2 separate regions of the Bombyx mori genome follow, and region 1 is linked to region 2. A link is a contact called in public Hi-C data. All regions are on one chromosome and are shown on one strand. The core of a region is the stretch at or near the end of the contact, and the rest is flanking DNA. Distances in the headings are between cores, read along the strand shown. Region 1 holds the start of LOC101737318 (transducin beta-like protein 2). Region 2 overlaps LOC101737318 (transducin beta-like protein 2).

Region 1 (2,929 bases), core at 210-2,709, 77 kb before region 2:
TGGCGACGCACCGTAGAGAGTGAGATGAGGACTGCCAACGTGACCTGGAGTGATGTCAAGGAGCAAGCGCAAGACAGGGTAAAGTGGAGACAACTTGCGAGGGCCCTATCTACCAGCGGGGTACCCTAGGACTACAACAACAACAACAACCTATTAATAGTTACTCAACTTTTTTGCACAAGAGCTGTAAAACACTATCTCCATAGTATAATTTTTAGTTGATATTTAGATTATTTTGTAGTATATAGTTTCAAAGTGAAGTTATAAGTATAAAATGAGGCAAACATAACAAATTATTCAAGCATGTCTTTCTTTTGTTTGTTCGCTAATGTTAAATTTTGAAATATGTATAAAACAAGCAAGCCTTTCAAATAACCATATTCTAGTTTTCTACAGAGTCAAGATATTGATACCTGCCACCCCGACGAGACGACATTTTAATTTACAATAAAACTTAAAATTTGGTACTTCATTCTACATTGTTGAAAAATTGAGTTTATAAGTATTATTATTATTCAACAGATTTCAATCTCATTAAGTGTATTTCATGACACTTGTCAGATTTTAGTTAAACAAACTCATTGCTTTTAGCAATGTACTTACATACTCCACTGATTAAATACTATTTTTCTTTTAAATAGATAACATACTCTTTTTATGACTGAAAATGTTTTTTAGACTCAATCCATAAAGCCATAGTTAAAAGGTACCTAGCCAACTTTTGAGTTTGGTCAATAATAACAGTATGCAACATAACATAATGTTACTTGGAGCCATATTCTTTTAACAGGAGCTTACTATTGCCTTCGTAAATTTCCTGCCTGTCTACAACTCTTATACACTCGTGTATATAACTTAAAATAACTATCCGTGAGACCACTTGAGAAAGAAACACTATGGAAAATTAAATCTAATCTGCTAGCGTGTGCCAAAAATGATTTCTAGAAACACATAATGGGTGACCACAATGCATTAGGGTAGGTGTTCACAGTTACATGTACACTCTCTACCTAGATTTCTGCAATTTTTTAGATTTAGCAATTTAGCTTATTTCATTTCTAAATGTTTTTGTTCACCAATGTGATAGTATGAAATGCACTATTGAATAACTTATTTTAATTTTAAGCATTTCGGCAAACGCCTATTTGCTCTACGATATTACTGATGCTGAAGTTGTACAAAACTACAAAATAACAAAAGTCTGAAATCAAAATACATTATTACGTTTGATAATGACTATAACAGTGAATCAAATCCGGACCAGTATTATAATACTCAAATACATTAATCTTTAGTTTCGTAATTTGATCTATGCCTATGCTCCATGTTTGGCTTTTTGAATTGCTAATTAAGAAGCTGGCTGATTTAAGAAGCTTGAGATTTTAAAACTTATTTGGCTTAAAAGCACAAATACCAGGTCTTGTAGAAAACGACAAAAACAAAGCTTGACAGTTTGACAGTGACAGATAAGTACCGGCACGTGTTCCCGCGCCGCATCGTGGTTGACTAATTGAATATATTCACTTCATTCAATCAATTCTGTTCAGTCAGTCATATAAGTATCTGTGGTTAGTTATTGTTTGTGTGACCGCGTGATTATAATTTATCGTAAATCTTAATTTGTGCACTATTCTTAGTTTCCGCGAAAGAATTTAGTCAGAATGGGAGAGATTGAAAGCGGTCAAAACATTCACGTGTTCCTCTTGTCGGCAACTGCAGTTTTAGTCTGCGTTTTGTTGCATTTCATTTACAAAATTATATTCCGCAACAAAAACCAAGCGGTGGAGGAACGTGAGAGAGAGAACAATTCTGGTAAGGGTTAGAATTAAATTTTAGAAGCTTCTAAATTTTTTTAAATAGTTCTTAATTATTTTAAAAACAACACCAGAAAATTCGCCGAATTTTTTTAGCAGATTCAAATAAGTTGAAGGTATGTACGTAAAAGCATAACTATTTACCGGCAACGGACACAGTAGGTACCTAGTATGTATCTCATGCGGTTTTTGTGCTATGCGAGCGGATGCTATAACTGTACTTGAAAAGTTGACTTGAGAATGTACCTGACATACATAGAATTTACGTCCTCAACAACTGTACTCTGTAAGTCATTGAACTAAAGATCTCATATAATTAATTATAGAAAAAAATATGTGTTAATGATCCCATTATTTTACATATAAAGCTTAAAGAAAATGTCGTCGATAATTTTCTTTAAAGAAAACCTAAAGTATAAGAAAAGTACGAATTTTGACTATATAATGCAATTTCATGTTCAATTTATTGATTACATTTTACAAAAATATATAAAATAAAATATGTACTAGCATCTTATTGTTCTCTATTGTTAAGTATCACAAAGCCATTTCTTCTGTAATAGAACTGAAGAAGTACATTGTAGCTTGGAAAGAAAAATAATTATTAAATTAAATAGTACAGTTAGTACAGGGCTTCTGAATATATATATATTTATGTAAATTGAAATGAATAAGTAACACATAAAGGCCTAATAACAGAAACTTATGGTTAGGACAATAACATATCGTCACCATCTGTGCAAATATTGTTTTCCAAGACAAGGCAGACTATGACTATGCCAGATGGAGGAATCAAATATGAACATTTATATTGTACACAGATATGTCTAAATCTAATTTTTGTTACAAAAGGTAACATTTATGTATTCTTAGATAAATATAATATGTAATGTAAAAAAATTAAAAATACAAACTTTCACTGCATAATCATAATTAAATAAATATGATTTAAAAGATGAATTAAAGTATTAAAAAATAATACTTAATTGATTTTGGAAATGATCTGCCGGTTGTTGTTTTGTTAGTCATAACAAGTTATAAAGTTGCTCATGCAGTGCAACCGAGCTCAAGTCACTTTCTCTGCTGAGATAAACTGAACACTTACATAACAGCAC
Region 2 (2,759 bases), core at 218-2,717:
TTAATGATGAGAATCTTTGTGGGGGTGAGAAATAATAATGTTAATATTAAATGCCCAACGAAGCGGACGGATACAGCTAGTTTGTTATAAATGCCAGTGAATGTAGCCAGCGTAACAATGTTTGTCATTGGGGTTGGGCAGAGGAGAAAACTAGGTGTTCTGCGGTTACTAGAGTATATAAATATTAGGTCAATGATGTTGCCACTTGGAGAGATTAAGTCGAAGTATCAGTAGTAAAGTATAACGCATGCTCCAACCATGACGCATGACTGATTTCCAGCAGAAATAAGTAGAATATTTGTATGTAAACTAACTTCATTCTTTTTGGGTTTTTTTTCCTACCTATTCTTGTAACCTCGAGGGTTTATACTAGATTCACCGAACCAATAGGTGAGCTCAAAGTTTCAAAGACCAGAGGTTAAGTTTCGGTAGGAAAGAATTTTTGCATCCACTAGTTGCTTTAATTATATATGTTACATTGAAATTAAGACCTAACTTAACAGACCAAAATTGTTTTCCATCAATACCGAGGTAGTATTTATTATAACGAACAGTTTTGAGCTCCACAATCTGTCTTTAAAAAGTGTATAAAACATTCGCAGACGAATTTAAGTGAAATCGTTTTTGGAACGAAGTTCCTTACGGCAGGCTTGAAGGGGATAGGGATTTTGCTGCGCGACCGAACTGAAAAAAATGTGATAGTAAAACCGTAAGAAAAAATCCGTGGAAAAAAGTGCGTGGAATGAAACCGTTAAATGAGACGTGCGCAGGCGCGACAGTCGCATACACAAGCGAGTAGTGTATAATACCTTTCTCTTTCTCCCTCTTTCTTTTCGTTCTCTCATCCATTCTCTTTCTATTTTACGTAATTTATTATTTCCTAAAATACTGAATTTCCTAAATACTTTCCTGTACTTAAGTAAATAAAAACTAATCAGCAAAATTTAAGAGAAAAATCAAGAAAACCTACATAAAATTGAGCACGATTTTTTTTTTGCAAATTGTGTCGATTCTACATTAGCCGAAGGAACCTCGTTCCTACCTGGTGTCCCACGACACCACATCTTTCATTTTTTAATTTAGAAAACTGTATTGTTATCGCTCTCGTCCTATGTATTTTCTTTAATAATATGTTGTTAATAGTACACCGCAACATACCTGTTGTATCTTTATCTGTCCAGAATGTCGGGTAATTAAACGGTTGTCTGGAAGAGATCGCTTTTAGCGATAAGACCGCCTATTGTACAAATGTATTATCTGCTTGTCGACTGTTTTCTGATGTTAAATTTATTGTGTTTTGGTGTGCAATAAAGTATGCTCTCTATCTCTCTCTCTCTCTCTCTCGTCCAATTTCAATACAAAACGATCATCTAATCTCTATCCTATTTAAGCTTACTCGTAAAGAACGTCCCCGTTGTTATTACAGGTCTAGTTAACTACATGAAGTTTGACGCAAGCGGCCAGTATTTGTTCGTATGCGGCGACCGAGTCGTGAGGGTGCTCCACAACGTTTGCGGATACTTCACGACCATTGAGAGTTGCAAAAGACTTCTCAAAAGTAAACAGACCTCCGCGACTGTGGAACGTCTTCATAAAACAATACAAGATTGCAAGCAGACCTTAAAGAAATTCGGTAAGTAAGGGTAAAGAGATATCTCTAATTTTGCACTAATTAGTATTTTTTTATATCGTATTTCCTAGGCCGTATCGTAATTTATCTACGGACTGATTATATGTGTAATAACAATTTTACAATCGTAACAATTGTAAGTAATTAGAACGGTGATAGTATTTTCCCAATGTTTATATTTGTAGGTAGTTTTTATTATTATGTTATTATATCTCGAGACGATAACGAAATAATCACAAAATTGCATTTATATAATATAACGTAGGTAATTAGTTTTGTCATAATTTTATTTTGTTAAGTATGAACTTACAGTTTAAACCAATTAACAATAATTTGCAGACATTATGTAAACATTTCGTTTATATAACTTTATTTACTTGACAATTCGATGTAAAATTTAAAACATTCGTTTTCACTTTGTTCGACATGTCATTAGCAGTTTCTTATTGTGAGCGTGTGTAGATGCCCTTTCAAAGGTGTTCGAATTTGAAAATATTATTTTTCAATTTTGTAATAATACGGTACATTTAATTTTAGGTAAGTATTGCGAACGGTTTTTAGGAACGATCTCTTGATGAAAAAAAATATGTTTGTGGTTATTGCATTTGTATTTTGTAAAATGTAGAGAAGTCTTAATACAATATTATTGTAATATTTTCATTGCTCAATAAGTAATAATAATAGTAATCTCAAAAAAATTATGATATCTTTCTAATTCAGTCATTATAGATTCATATATTAGTGGTAAATAAAAGTATCCGTTTGAAATGGTAATCTAATTTTGACAACTGTTATGTATTTTGATGTATTTGAGTCAGATTTCTTGGTCAAGTGTCACTAAGAAATCAAATCCTGTTTCCTATAGAAATATGCATAAGTCTTATTCCACTAAGTGGTAGATGGTAAGTAGTGTGTTCTTATTAATATTCGATTTGGTTTACGACCGGAGCATGACTTGGACCTTAGGAATAATGAACCTTTTTATTACTGAGGCAGATGGACGAGCTCACGGCCCACCTGATGTTAAATGGTCACCGGAGCCCATAAACATCAATCACGTCTATAACGCCGCCTACCTTGAGAATCAGTTCTAAGCCCAAGTTTTTACAGTACAACGGCTGCCCCACCC

The links. Hi-C and Micro-C count contacts between places; a contact is called where the count stands out from the background.
Region 1: a contact with region 2 is called in a Hi-C map of middle silk gland, with 2.2 times the contacts expected there. The contact joins the promoter of LOC101737318 here to the enhancer-like site in region 2. A contact is called at or near these places in 3 of 7 Hi-C or Micro-C datasets (middle silk gland and whole pupa).

The regions. Positions count from the first base shown.
Region 1 is chr8:8,693,265-8,696,193 of ASM3026992v2, reverse strand. It overlaps LOC101737318 (transducin beta-like protein 2), which reads left to right and starts at 1,459. Exons shown (of 6, transcript XM_004932074.5): 1 at 1,459-1,812. The coding sequence starts at 1,662.
Region 2 is chr8:8,616,314-8,619,072 of ASM3026992v2, reverse strand. It overlaps LOC101737318 (transducin beta-like protein 2), which reads left to right. Exons shown (of 6, transcript XM_004932074.5): 6 at 1,427-2,759. The coding sequence ends at 1,641. Among protein-coding and RNA genes, the nearest start is that of Mir2807a-3, 21 kb to the left of the region's middle. Within about 2 kb of position 1,467, at least 4 of the 8 cell types and tissues checked have open chromatin away from gene starts, as enhancers often do.